5 separate regions of the Mus musculus genome follow, and all the other regions are linked to region 1. The links are chromatin contacts, called in public Hi-C, HiCAR-type and HiChIP or PLAC-seq maps. All regions are on one chromosome and are shown on one strand. The core of a region is the stretch at or near the end of the contact, and the rest is flanking DNA. Distances in the headings are between cores, read along the strand shown.

Region 1 (2,700 bases), core at 22-2,521:
GTGCCTGGCGTGGCGCTCTCTGAGATCTCCACTGTCAGGTCGGGCTCTGGGAAGGAGGGAGGGTTGTCATTGATGTCCAGCACTTCGATCTCCACTCGGAACAGCTCCAGCGGGTTCTCCAGAAAGACCTCCAGGTGCAGGACACAAGAGGGGCTCTGCTTACAGATTTGCTCGCGATCTATCTTCTCGTTTACGTACAGAACCCCGGTCTCCAGATTGAGGTCCAAGTAAGGGGTCCGTGAGTTGGCCACCGTCTGAAACCTGCGAGCTGAAAGTTTTGTAATGTCCAAGCCCAGGTCTTCAGCGATATTCCCCACGAAAGTGCCATGTTCCTGCTCTTCCTGCACAGTATAATGAAGCTGGGAAAAGACTCCGTCCACCATCCAGAGCAAGGCAAAGAATAACAGCACAATCATTTCCAAAAGGAAAAGGAAGCAGCTCCCCTGTAGCCAGCCAGCCACCCCGATCACCGCCCCCCAACCACCACCACAAAAAGAATAATAATAATCTAAAAAATATAAATAAAAGTGTGCTGCGTGGGGGGGGGGCTCCTGTGGCTGTATTAAAATTTTGATTCCTTTTGCTTCATTTTAGAGCGTCTCCAAATCGAGCCTCATTTTTCAATCTTAGCGCAGAAAGGGTGACAGATGTCCCCTATGCTCAGCCGTAATCTTCCCACTGACCAATTAATAAAATAACGATCATACAATAGTCAGCCTCCTTTATTCCGACAGTGTTGGCGCAACGCGGCGCTGGCAAATCCCAAGGAGGAAATTTCGATATTTCAAGACTGTCCTAGGTTTGTCTTCCTGCTGATGGGAGGAGAATGTGGAGGAGGAAGAAGAGGAGAAGGAGGAAGATGAAGAGGAAAAGAAGGTAGAGGAGATGCTGCCGGCACCACTGAACATGCCTCTTGATATCAACGGCTGGCAAACGCGAGCGGGGTTAAAGACAGCGAGAAAAATTTTTGCTGGAAAAACACGGAGCCGTTCTGCAGCATAAAACTTTCATTCTCTTCATTTCTCCGGATGGACGTTCCTCTTGTCATTTTCTTCCCTCTGTCTCTCTTTGCATCTCTTGGCTTTCATAGTCTTGTGTCTATTCTCAACTTCACTGGCTCTGGCTTTGCGTGAACACAACCAGCTATTTCTTTTCTGCTGTTTCCTTTGCAAGCCTCTCTCCCTCTAACCTGCCTCTTCTCCTCTCAGTCCATCCTGCCTCCTGCTTCAGCCCCAATGCTTGTGATCTCGGCTGGCAGTTTCTGAGCTCCGAGCGCTCCGCTTCTCTGTTTTTGCGCAGCGCCCTCATTCTGCCAACCAATCGCCGAGGAGCACCACCCACCGAGCGACTGTTCGTTGGCTAAAGTGGCCGTCAAGTAGTTACGTCACGCGGCAGCCAGGAGGGGCGGGGCAGAACGCTCGCTTTGGCTGCGGGAGTGAGTGTGAGTGTGAGAGCAAGAACAGCCCGCAGGTCCCGAGGCGCTTGCAGGGGACTCTGCCGCGGAAAGTTCCCAGTCCCCAGCCGCAGGTAATGGGCAGGGAATAAGAGAGGTTCCCCTGTTTGCATCAGCAAATACGAAAACATAATAGCAACAGCTGCGGTAGCCTCTCCAAGGAGCGGGGTTTCCAGTGACGCTAACATTCTTTTTTTCCTTTAAGGTGTTTTCCCTCCTGCTGATCGTGGAAAGAAATCACCAAGAAGAGGGGAAAGTTGCCCCGGGGCCGGTAGTCATGTAGGGGTTACCAAAGCAAGGGACTCTGGCAGAGATGCGCGCGGACAATTTAAATGCCGGCATAAAATGGCATGTGTCAATCAAAGCTAGAGGGTCAGAAGGGGAGGTGTGGGGAGGATAGACCAGGCTGCAAAGGGAGTGCGGAGGTGAATTCCCCCTAAAGCGGAGGGATTCAGACCAAGGGACTTGGGGCGACAGCTCCTATAGACGGGCAGATGGTTGAACGTCTACCCATCTAATGTCTACCCACAAAATGCTTGGTTACTAAATTAACTCGTTTGGGGACATTGCTTCGAACTGTGAGTACCCCAGTCAAGGACTGGGGGCTTCTTTGTAGTTTATGCATGGGAGCCCGCCATCGTTAAACCCACTCTAGGGCACCGGATCCAGCACCACCCATCACAGCGAGGCGCTAGCAATATCCCTGCGCCTCGCCTGGCCCCGCGCCAGGCAGCAGTGGCGAGCGCGGGCTTTTCTTTTCTTTTCTTCTTTTGCCTGATTTCTGTTTTAATTATTTATTTTTCTTTTACCCTTGGTGATCCATCCCTGCCTCCATAACTAGAGGGGGTGTGGGAAGAAGGTACATGCCCAGCCCGAAGACAGCTCTCTGGAGAATGACCGTGGGGTGGCCGCGAGGGCGGGCGGGGCGGTGCACACGCACACGGGGGATAGAGTGTGCACCGCTGCGGGAATCCACCGGCACGTTTGCACATTCCTGGTGCTGGCCCTCGTCCTCGCTGGCTGGCCACAAGCTGAGTTCGGTGCGAATCCCTGGGGAGCAGTCCGGGGATTCTGAGCCGCGCGCCTGACTAGCCACGGGTATCCACACGCCCAGTTCCCGGGAAGTTATAAGGCGGCGGGAACGAACTCTCCGCTGCTGGGAGAGCCCGCTGAATGCCTGTCCTTCAAGGATAAATATCGAAGAATACGTTTTAATACTTATCAACGTGCTGCCCGCAAGGAATAGG
Region 2 (2,700 bases), core at 15-2,514, 5.7 Mb before region 1:
GCTTTTAGATACTGTATAAGAAGACAAAAGGAGCAGGGCAGTGTTGGCGCATGCCTTTAATCCCAGCACTTGGGAGGCAGAGGCAGGCAGGCAGATTTCTGAGTTCGAGACTAGCCTGGTCTACAAAGTGAGTTCCAGGACAGCCAGGGCTATACAGAGAAACCCTGTCTCAAAAAAAAAAAAAAAAAAAAAGGAAGAAGAAGAAGAAGAAGAAGAAGAAGAAGAAGAAGAAGAAGAAGAAGAAGAAGAAGAAGAAGACGACAAAAGGATGTCTAAGGAAAAGGGTTGACTTGTGGGCATGCTTTCCATCCATGGTCACTTTTGTTTTGGGCTTGTGTCCTCACACCGTGCCATGGTGGGATCACATGATACAGGAGGTCAGGCTGCCTCACGCCAGCCTGGAAACAAGAAGGAGAGAGCACAGGGTCCTAATAGTATCTGCAAGGGCATGTGCCCAGTGACCTAACCTCCTGCCCAACCCCTTATAACTTACACCTCCATTCCACAGTGCCACAGGTTTGGGACATAGCATTTAAACCTGATTCTTAAAATGACAGCAGCTAGAACAGAGGTTGGTAGGAAAGGAAGGGAAGTTATAGATTAAATCCTCAAGCCTCTGACAGCTTTGTTCCTCTGCTTTTGGCAAGTAGCGATGACACAGAGATGCTACCTCTGTAGCAGTATCTAGATCACATGCCACCAACCACAGAAGCTGCTGTCCATGGTGCCCTTAGAAAGACCCATTAACCTCACTTTCATGTAGCCTACATCTGGCTTCTGTTTATAACCAGAGTACAGAGGAGGAAGGCCTCTCTAGTGCAGGATATTGACCCCAGGATCTAAATGTAGAAGTCATGTGGGGTGATTTTGCATGTGTCCCTTCCTGATGCCACTTGGAATGGTGTAGGGCTCTCAGCATGGAACATTTTCAGGCTCCTCTTGTGTATGCAACACACACACACACACACACACACACACACACACACACACACACACACACCATCCACTCTAGATAGCTTGCTTCCAGCAGATGACTAAGCAGGGGGCAGCCATGAGATCCAGTAGCAGCTCTTTATGGGAGCCAGTGTGGAAATGTCATGTATCCAGGACACTGTTTTCAGGCACAACAGTTCTGGTGTGGGCCAATGCTGTTTACTGCCAAGCCCACTTAGAACTCTCAGAGTTTTCCCTGCCAGGGCCTCCATCTCTTCAAATTCCTAGAGGAAGCCATTGGTGAGGCATGACAGACTTTGAGCACTAGATGGCACTAAAGGTCCGTGGAACTTTTTTTGGGGCAGCTTTGAGATCTTTAATTCTGCCTTTAGAGGTGAAGAATCCTTGCCAAAGAGAAGAGACCTCGACCATAAATTCCACACGCAGTAGCAGGTTCATAATGCACCGGAGTGACTGCATGCAGTATTTTTTCTCCCTGAGAAATAAAATTTCTCTTTCAATGGAGAAGGTTGTTCCTTTACATCTAACACGAGCTAATGTTAAATCTCTCTCTTAAGTAGCAGAGGATGATGGAGCCTTTAATGTGTGCACTGACCAAGACACAGGGCTGCGTCTGCAGTGAAACGCAGACTGATACCTTCAGGGACCGAGAAGGAGTAAGTCATATATTCTGCAGAGAGAGGGCTGTTTCTCCTCTTAATCATGGACATTTGACTTGTCAAAAAAATGTTTTCTCATTGATTGCCCGAGACAGAATGTACAGGCTAGAAAGACAAGCTTCCCAAAAACCTCCTTCACTTGGAAGAGATGTTAAGGGAAAACTAGTGACTAATATCTTTCATTTAAAACACATTTGCCTGTTGGACAGTGTGACAATAATGTGTTGGTGGGACAGAGATACATTTATTTTTATTTTGATTCTGCTTCTTAACTTCCCCTTGGTATTACCTGAGAAGCAGGACTCATGAACATTAAAATAAGTGCTAAAACGAGCCAACCTATAATACAAGCATCCAGGAGTCAGAGGCAAGAGGACTAGGAAATCAAAGCCCTTTCTGGCTACATTTTGAGATTGAGGACAGCCTGGACTGTATCATACACACACACATACACACACATACACACACACACACACACATACCCCAAAAAAAGAAAAAAAAAAGAAAAGAAAGAAAAGAAAAAAGAAATGGAACATTATCAGAAAAATCTATGTGTGCGTGTATGTATATGTATATGTATATGCATATGTATATGATGTATATGTATATGATGTATATGATGTATATGATGTATATGTATATGATGTATATGTATATGATGTATATGATGTATATGATGTATATGTGTGTATATATATATATATATGTATATATATGTATATATATATATATATATATATATATATTGCCATTCATTCCTCTACCTCCCAGTTTATTTCCATTATCAATCCTTTTATTAGTAGTGGCATACAACAAAATCACTGAAACTTCCTGATTATGATGTTCTTTTTGGCACCTTATTGGCGAACTCTTTGTTTATCAATTGCAAAATGTGAGACGAGGAAAATAGAAAAGCCTGTAACAGACCAGCTAACATACCTACACTTAATTTGCGGCTGAGTTACGGCTCCTTTGACATGTCTGCGGTGGTGGCTCACAGCTGAATCCTCACTGATTGCTTGGCACAGAAGCGGAAGGGCAGGTGTCCTGCATGTCACCTCCACTCTGCCATGCCCAGCTCTTGGCA
Region 3 (2,700 bases), core at 19-2,518, 5.8 Mb before region 1:
CATGAAAGGTTGATTTACCAGGGATTTAAGACGAAGTGGAAGACTCCCCCCCTTCCAAAACATAAATAAATTAATGAGCGTAACGAGTTAACATGTGCTATTACTACCAGGGCTTTGAGAAGATTCAGAGCCTGTAGGCCCTGCAAACCCAAGATCATGCCATTTTTAGATATTTTTTCCCCTTCATGAGGATGTCCACAAGCCGTCTGCAACCAAAGCGTTACCGCCCTGCATCGGGGGGTGGGGGTGAGGGGTAAAGCAAAACGTTAGCGACTGGGGTCACTGTGGCCACCGGGGATTCAGGGGGATCAGACACGAACGCGGAAAGCGAGGCCCCCTGAGCGGCGTTCCCTCCCTCCCGACGCGACGCCGGGGTGAACGCAGGGGACCAGCCCGCGGCGCCCATTCATTCCGCGCTCCCGCTCACCTGTTCGGGGACGCGACCTCGCGGCGCCCGAGGCCGCCGCCGCCTGCAGTTGCGGGGACTTGGGCCGAGATCCGAGCACCGGCGGGGCGAGCGTTCGGCGCGGGCCGGGCACGAGTGTGCGGCGCAGGCCGGGGGCGTCCCTGAGCAGCAGGGCCGAGCAGAGCCGCCGCGGGCTCTGATACATGCCGGGCGCCGCCGCGCTGACGAGCCGGGCCGAGCTGGGCGGGCGACGGTGGGGTGGGGGTGGCGCGGGACCGCTGCGCTGCGGGGTGTTCCTTCCTCCTCGTCCCTCGGCGCCGACCGGGCGAGCTGTGCCGGGAGGCAGACGCGGCGGCGGCAGCAGCGGCGGCTCACTGAGGCGAGGGAGCTAGCGCCGGGGAGCAACCGGCGAGCGGCGGCGGAGCGGGCGCTACCACGCGGTGGCTGCAGAGGGGGGGATCCGCGCGCACGACCAGGGCGCAGTCAGACCCGGACAGCTCCGGCCGAGAATGGACCGTCTGGATCAGTGACAGCGACTGTAGATCTCCCACGGGGCGGAGGCTGGGGGCTGGCTGACACCGCGGGGATTCGTTAGAGAGGCGTTCCGGGAGCCTCTGTCCCCTCCCGCCGGCTGCAATGGGAGCGTCCACAGGCTGGGAATCCCGGGTTGGTGCCAGCGCTGAGTGTGTGCGAGCGCGTGTCTGGGAGAACGTCCTCCCCGAGCTGTGGGCTCCACGCTCCGCGGTGCTGAAGGAGATTAGGCACCAGGACGCGCTGGCTACTTGTGTGGCGGCTGCGACAAGCATCCGCCCCTCAGGCACGAGAGGCGGAAACGGACTGCAGGGCGTTGAGCGTCAGTCCTGCCAGAAGGTCTGGTGGAATTGGCCTTGGAGCTAGCTGGGCCCTGATTGGAGGGCTGGAAGTCACACCTGGGAGACAGCACTGTAGTTATGGAAAATGAAGGCTAAGGGAATTGGGGAGGGGGGGGGGAAACAAAACAAAACAACCCCCCCCAACCCAAAACAACTGCTTGGGATGGGCCAGACGTAATTTGGACTGTTACCGAATTTAAAGCATTATCCATCCAATAAACCACTGAAAAAGCCAAATTGAAAGTGGAAAGCAGGTGCGGCGGTGAGGGCGACCGCCTTTAATCTCAGCACTGGGGCAGGGGCCCGGATCTTCAACATGGTCTGGAGAGATCCGGCCGGCCAGAGCTACACAGTGAAGCTCTGTCTCAAAATAAAAACAAAGAAACAGAAAAACACCAAACAAACAAAACCCTCAAAACAACAACAAGAATACAAACGAACAAAACTGAAAAAAGGAGATGTACTTAATATGCCCACATGGGGTAGAAGGACGAAGAGTTAACCTCTCTCTGGGATCCCAAAATGAGATTAAAGTTCAAATAGAAGGCCAGGGGTATGCACATCTCAGCAGTCCGGGTCAAAGCGATCTGACTAGATAGAACTGTGTGAATTCCCGCTTCCTGAAAGAATTCCCCCTCAAGCAAAGGCCTTTTCCTTTTCCCAGCAGGAGTTTCCTGAAGGAAATTCCCATTTCTTGGGGGGTCCATTGTTTCAATAGTCTGAGAGTCAGATGCACACACCCACATTCTCTTGAGAAAACCCTTATTTTTGTCAGCTCTGTTGCAGGGATGCTAGGATATGGTCAGAGCTGTGTTTTAATCGGATGCCATATGTTCCAGGAAAATGCTGGAGATGTTGCTCAGTGGTGGAGCACTTACACAGCACTTGAGAGGCCCAAGACTCACATTCTCACCTAAGGGGGTATGGAGAGGGAAGGGGTGGGGGGAGGCGGAGAGGGAAGCAGGAGAGAATGAGTTGAAGAAATACCTCAGGTAGGTTGTGTAAGGAGTGACTAACCCTAACCGGGAATGGAAAAGAAACTTTGAATGAGTATCGTCACCAAGGATTCAAAATGCTTTCCAGACCTGGCCTAAAACATCTAACACCCACAGGATACGGATGAATCAGCTGACAAGCCGATGACAGCATCGGGGCCAGGAACTCCTTAGCTGGTCATTATTAGCGTCTGAGGCTCAGTTTTCTTATCTGTACAGCAATCAATCGCCCATGAGTCATTAGGCAAGGCAAAGGGTCATAAGAAGGTAGCAAGTGCTTTGCAGATAGAACAAAATACAGCAGTTGGTTTACAGTTTAGGTAATGGATCTATGGATGCTGACTCCCTCCCTCCCCCAACCCCCACCACACACCACATTTTCTCCCCCCCCTTCCCTTTCTTACTCCTGTAAGCAGTTTGTCAGTAG
Region 4 (2,700 bases), core at 152-2,651, 5.0 Mb before region 1:
TAATATGGGTTTGTTCAGAATTTTAACTCGAAAGAATTCACTCATTAACTCAAAGCCAGGAAGGGTGAAAACTTAACAACATGCAGTGACACTCCCATCCACCAAGGGGCAGTTCCTTTTCACATGGTATCACTTCCTATCAGCAACACCCACAGGGAACGGTTAACTCCTGTCCTGTGAACCAGTGTCTGAGGGCTTTGTCCACTGCAGTGCTGTCAGGCAGTGAAATGGACAAAGCTTCCGGTGTCTGGTCGGTTGCCTCACGTTTCTAGGCAAAGGGCAGCACTAATTTGTGGAAAGCATAATGGGGTCTGCTAATTGCATAACACCAGCTGCATCAAGGACAATGAAAAAAAAATCTTATATTAACAACAACAACAACAACAAACAGCATCCTTTATACAAATGTGCAAGACTACCCCCATGACAGCCTAGGAGGAAAGCTTAGAACTTTGTCTACCATTTATTTCATTTATTTATAGTTTCTGTCGCTTGTCAGGATTGGAATTTTGTTCTAGCCTTTTACAGGAAACCCTGGAAGGAAATGATGGCCTCCTAGGGTGGGGGAGGGCTGACTCCATAAACAGGTTCAGCTGGTAGGGCTTACCCGGTAAAGAACCTCCAGAGTGGCTCACTCCTGTGATGAAATGGTCAACTTGTCTATTGTTTTGATTTATCCTCCCGAACTGAGGTTGGTATGTGAAACAAGTACCCGAAACACTCGCCAGTGTGTATCTATACCTCTTCATACAAAGGTGGCTTTCTGGGATTGTGCAGAACAATTTCTGTCTCTAAATGTAGAATTTCCGAACTGAGCCCCTTCCTCTTATCGGAGGCGATAGTTGATAAAGAGTCAGTAAACGGATCGTTGCTTTGGAGGGACAGAGAAGGCGACTGCTTAGACCTTTGCCCACAGGTCTGAGACAAGGAATGCCGTGGTACCCGCTGCTGGTGATTGTCTTGTGGAGTCAGTTTGACCCTAACGAAAAAGAAGGATTATAAAACATTCACGTAGCACCAGGCTAATAGAAAGTCAAAGAGCAAGTTTGGCCTAAATTGTTTCATTTTATTCCACTTTCGGGGAAAGCATTAATTTGTTCCGTTCTTTCCTTCCTCAGACCTTCTCTGAGCGGCTGCTGGGAAAATTCTCATTAGCAGTCCCGATCTTTGTTGCCCTCTCCTGCTTCGGCTCCATGAACGGTGGTGTGTTCGCTGTCTCCAGGTGAGGGAGTTCATGTATTTTCAGAAACACATTTTTGTTTTAGAGATTGGATGTGATAAGGATAACTTTTAAAGAGAAAAGCAATAGTTCCTCCGAACCTGTTGTTTTTAAAGGGATATGCGAGTTCCTCGTAGATTCCAGTGAAGCAGGTTTCATTCTGTCCAGTAGAGGGCGCTGCGTGTCTACACATAGCCCACTCTGAGCCAGGCATGCTGCATTTTTAAAAAGAGTGAGTCTACAGGGTCTTATAACGGCCTTTATTTCTAGCGATAAAGTCTTTTGTTTTCCTGAAGGTGCCACGAAAAAGAGTAAAATTGAAAGCAGAAATCACCACTCCACCATCGGTAACCATTTTTTTTCCTTAGTTAGATGGCACAAAAAAATCTTTTTTTTTTTTTTTTTTTTTTTGGTCTATGTTACAGTTTAAATTAGAGAAATGTTAACACAACATGCATGTACATGTGTGTACCTGTGCACTGAATGAGTGCTAGCTTGGACTGACACTAGCAATCTAGCACTGAATTTGCCAGCAGCTACTCAAGTATAGGGAGAACTCCACTCAGTGCAATATTGCTATTGTTTTTCCTCGGAGTGATATAAGATATTTCCCAGACACTGTATGTCCTGAAAAGAGACTTATGATGAAATCTGCCCTTTGTTTCCAAAGCACAACTCAAATGACCAGATAAGAAATGTCAAGATGCCTAGCATGAGGAAGATTCGTCCATATTGCTTCGGGGATTTAAGAATGTTACCCATTTGAATGATTGATTCTATAGTCAACTTCACCGTTTTTCTCCCCGCAGGTTATTCTACGTCGCATCTCGAGAAGGGCACCTTCCGGAAATCCTCTCTATGATTCATGTCCACAAGCACACTCCTCTGCCAGCTGTTATTGTTTTGGTAATGCATATTAACAAGTAATGTAGATACAACCTCACAAAACGGTTAGGAAGGAGGGAATAAACCTGACATCCCGATTCACCACTCAGTTGGTGCTCCATGTATCATTTTCTGGGAGGCCAGAGATGTTGCAATGGCTTGCTTCCATGGCGTGCTTTTGATGTGTATTGGATGCCCTGGGATATGACCCACCTTAGTTCCGTTTCACCTTTGCAGAAATTTGTAAGGTGTGAAGGGAAATGAAGGCTGTGGTTTCTCTCCTTGGCCGAGAACCTCAAAGGAAAGAAAAAGAAAAACCCACAAGGTTACAATCTAAACTCCAGACTCAGAGTTCAGCTGAAAGCAGACTGTGCAAAAATTATCCATTGTCTCCTCCTGGCTCCTGCCATACAACGTAATTCAAAGCATAGATGATAAAACACCAAGCAGAGAAATGGTTCTCCAAGAGTAACTGAGACCTGTGAGAGCAAACCTTAGAAGAAAGAAAACCCCTAAATGCAAACTGTGGAATTCTCTAGGATGGGGACAATATTTGTGAAATGTGGGATACAAAAGGTGTAAGAGCCCTCAAATAC
Region 5 (2,700 bases), core at 144-2,643, 6.0 Mb before region 1:
CCCCCAGGGAGCCTGCAGGAGTCAGAGCCCAGCAGGATCGGCCCCCGCGCGCACCGGGACAACCGATGCTCTTTGTTAAAGAAACAAATACATTCCGCGGCGGCGGGGAATGGTGGTGGTGCTTGGGGGAAGAGACCTAGCATGCATAACTGCGCCTAAGAAAGACCATTAGCGAGCCGCTGCAAACGCAGGACATCCCGGGCACCGTGTCATTGGCTTTTGTGCCCTGGAAGGCGCGTGAGAGTGCCCTGCTCAGAGGCTCCCCTTTGTGTGAAAGTGTGCAAACCAGAAGCCTGCAGCTCCCGCTGGCTTCGCCCCTTTTTTTTCCCCAATTCGTGGACACTTGGAACAAGATACTCTTCCTCCACACACACGCGCTCCTTCACCCTGGCTCTGAAGATCTCGGGACTTGAGTTACTTCTCGGAGGCGGACGGGACTAGAAGCGACAAAGACTGGGGCGGGCGGTCGCGGCTCCCCGGGACCCCCCCGAACGGGGGCCGCCCGCCGCGCTCCGCAGCTGCGCGCTGGGCCGCCCGCCCGCCGGCCACCGCGGGCACCAACCGCCGCGCAGCCGGGCCGTTGGGCGGTGGTAATTTCTGGGAACGGGGCGGGGTCCGGGGTGGACGAGCTGGGAGGCGGAGCGGGCGGCGCCCCGGGCCGCGAAACGGGCGGGGCGGGGCGCCACGTGCGTCAGTGGCCGGGTGGGGCGGGCCGCGCGCTCCTGCCCGCCAGCGCCGCCACCATCCGCGGAGCCCGGGAGACGCGCGGGGACTCTGAACACCCGGGCTGACAAGAGTTTTATTTTGCAATCGCTCACTTCCCTAATGCTTAATCTACGAGTGCAGAGCGGTCCCTGGAGGTCTTGGGAGGGGAGTCCGGAGTTGGAAGGGGGGTGATGAGGGGTGACAGCAAAGACCTGAGAGTGGCCCAAGAGGTGCGCGTGTCGTCCCGGCCGGGCTGCAGGTGCACGCGCGGCCCCGCCGTCCCCACGCGCTGGTCCCGCGTCCGCAGCGCAGTGCAGCGCGCGACGTGGGGGAGTGGGGAAGCCCCGGGGACGCGGAGCGGGACGAGTGGCGAGCGTCTCCACCTGAGCAGGCGGGTTCGGGCGAAGTTGGGCGCTGAGAAGAGGGCGGGATTCGAGAGCGCAGGAGGCGGGCTGCGGGGGGCCCGAGGGCGGTGGGGAGTATAAATAGCCGGCCCGGTTTGACAGGCGCTGCGGTGACTGGCGGTGTCGCCTCCCCCGGCGGCGCGCGGGGAGGGAGGAGCGCGCGGAGCGGCCGGGTGGGGGAGGCGGACTCCAGTGTCCTGGTGGCGGCGGCAGGAGGCCGAGGGGGAGGAGCCGAGGCGGGTGCGGAGGGCGGGGGCCGGCCGCAGCTTCCCCGCGCCCGGCTGTGTCGCCGCCGTCGCCTCGGCGGTTGGGGGGGATCTGTAGGGTGGCGCGCGCGGGGGGCGCAGCGCGGTTTTGTCTCGTCCTGTGGTGCGGAGCGGCTCGCGCGGTGGCCAGGGGAGGCCCCCTCGGCTTCCCGCAGGACGCCGGGCCAACGGCGGGCGGCTGCGGCGTCTCGGCCGGTCTGCGGCCCTGAGGGAAGGGCAAGGGACTCGGCGACGTGGAGGGAGAGCAGGTAAGAGCGCGGGGACGGCGGAGGCCGGCGGGAGCGAGCGGGAGGGAGAGGGAGGGCGCGGCGAGCCAGCCCGGCCGTCCCGAGTGTCGCCTCCTCCCGGGCGCCCCCGCCCCGCGCCTGTGTTGTTTGCTCGGGCGGCGGCGGAGGGGCTTTCCGGAGGCTGGGGCGGTGACACCGGCGGAGCTGGGGGCAGGGCGGGAGCCCGCACCGGAGCGGCCCGGGGCAACGGTCGTGGCGCCGAGGGACCGCGGCGCGCGCTGTTTACCTCGCGGCGCCAGTCATCGCGCGGCGGCCGGGCTGCCGGGGCAGCGCGTCCCGGGCGGCAGTTTCCGTCGCCGTCGGGCCTGCTCCCCGCCGCCGGGGCGGGCACGACAGGTTGTACTCCGCCGTTCTTTTATTCTCACTCTCCGCCGGCCCTCCGTCGCCGCCTTCTCCTGGTTCCCCGGGGAGCCAGGCTGCGATCACTATCTGTGTTTGCAACAAAACAACAAAAAAACCCTGGGGCTCTTGGAAGCGCCTAGGTCCAGAGTCTCCTCCGGGGTCCTCCGCCGGCGGTGCTGGCCCTTAGGGCATCTCGCGGAGAGTGTCGTGGGCGCCCCGCGCGCCTCGGTACCGATTCTGCCTCAGCGGCGCTGCGCGCGGCGGCCGGACCCACTCAAGACTTTAGTGGGACATTTTTACTCTGTCAGCAAAGGACGGAAAAATAACCCACGGACCAACTTGGTGGACTGTCCTTATGGGAACCACGTTCTCAGCTGTATACCCTTTCTTTAAGTTCTTAGTACTCTATCAATAAGATGGGGGACGCGTCATTGTAACCCTGGAACATCTTTCTCGTGTTCATGACATTACTCTGTGGTTTATGCTTTAATCCGACAGTGAGAAAGTATAATAAAAACTGCGCCTCTGAGCTCAAGACTTTTGTTTTTGTTTTTTTCTCCAAGTCTCAGTTGAGAGGCAAACTGCTCACTTTCTCTAGTGGACAATGTCCATCCGGGCCCTACTGAGATAAGATTGTATATTTGTGGGTTACAGTTTCTTTAGAGTGTTGAATGACTTCGTATGAGACTGGGAACT

Evidence for each region. Hi-C and Micro-C count contacts between places; a contact is called where the count stands out from the background. HiCAR-type assays count read pairs that join an accessible place to other places. HiChIP or PLAC-seq counts read pairs in DNA pulled down with a chosen protein or histone mark.
Region 2: a contact with region 1 is called in an H3K4me3 HiChIP or PLAC-seq map of forebrain, with 7 times the contacts expected there. The contact joins the enhancer-like site here to the promoter of Pcdh10 in region 1. A contact is called at or near these places in 5 of 39 promoter capture datasets (cranial neural crest, frontonasal cranial neural crest, hippocampal neurons and 2 more), 10 of 484 Hi-C or Micro-C datasets (cardiomyocytes, cerebellum, cerebral cortex and 4 more) and 5 of 115 datasets of contacts at active chromatin or transcription factors (astrocytes, embryonic forebrain, embryonic limb bud and 2 more).
Region 3: a Hi-C map of olfactory sensory neurons shows a contact between it and region 1, with 7 times the contacts expected there. The contact joins the promoter of Noct here to the promoter of Pcdh10 in region 1. A contact is called at or near these places in 3 of 39 promoter capture datasets (cranial neural crest, hippocampal neurons and second pharyngeal arch cranial neural crest) and 1 of 484 Hi-C or Micro-C datasets (olfactory sensory neurons).
Region 4: a contact with region 1 is called in a Hi-C map of cerebral cortex, with 3 times the contacts expected there. The contact joins the enhancer-like site here to the promoter of Pcdh10 in region 1. A contact is called at or near these places in 2 of 39 promoter capture datasets (cranial neural crest and second pharyngeal arch cranial neural crest), 3 of 484 Hi-C or Micro-C datasets (cerebral cortex and cortical neurons) and 1 of 115 datasets of contacts at active chromatin or transcription factors (astrocytes).
Region 5: a contact with region 1 is called in a HiCAR-type map of astrocytes, with 6 times the contacts expected there. The contact joins the promoter of Elf2 here to the promoter of Pcdh10 in region 1.

The regions. Positions count from the first base shown.
Region 1 is chr3:45,376,969-45,379,668 of GRCm38.p6, reverse strand. Pcdh10 (protocadherin 10) reads right to left here and starts at 1,271. Exons shown (of 5, transcript NM_001098172.1): 1 at 1-1,271. The coding sequence starts at 416. 2610316D01Rik (RIKEN cDNA 2610316D01 gene) reads left to right here and starts at 1,409. Exons shown (of 9, transcript NR_045172.1): 1 at 1,409-1,527.
Region 2 is chr3:51,120,750-51,123,449 of GRCm38.p6, reverse strand. No RefSeq gene overlaps it. Among named protein-coding and RNA genes, the nearest start is that of Gm35891, 6.8 kb to the left of the region's middle. Within about 2 kb of position 1,264, at least 32 of the 459 cell types and tissues checked have an H3K27ac peak or open chromatin away from gene starts, as enhancers often do. A contact at or near this core is called in cortical neurons, forebrain and hippocampal neurons, where this site is marked.
Region 3 is chr3:51,223,015-51,225,714 of GRCm38.p6, reverse strand. It overlaps Noct (nocturnin), which reads right to left and starts at 1,268. Exons shown (of 3, transcript NM_009834.2): 1 at 428-1,268. The coding sequence starts at 611.
Region 4 is chr3:50,380,397-50,383,096 of GRCm38.p6, reverse strand. Slc7a11 (solute carrier family 7 (cationic amino acid transporter, y+ system), member 11) reads left to right here. Exons shown (of 12, transcript NM_011990.2): 8 at 1,119-1,222; 9 at 2,029-2,125. Among named protein-coding and RNA genes, the nearest start is that of Slc7a11, 62 kb to the left of the region's middle. Within about 2 kb of position 1,401, at least 72 of the 459 cell types and tissues checked have an H3K27ac peak or open chromatin away from gene starts, as enhancers often do. A contact at or near this core is called in cerebral cortex, where this site is marked.
Region 5 is chr3:51,339,337-51,342,036 of GRCm38.p6, reverse strand. It overlaps Elf2 (E74-like factor 2), which reads left to right and starts at 1,393. Exons shown (of 10, transcript NM_023502.2): 1 at 1,393-1,623.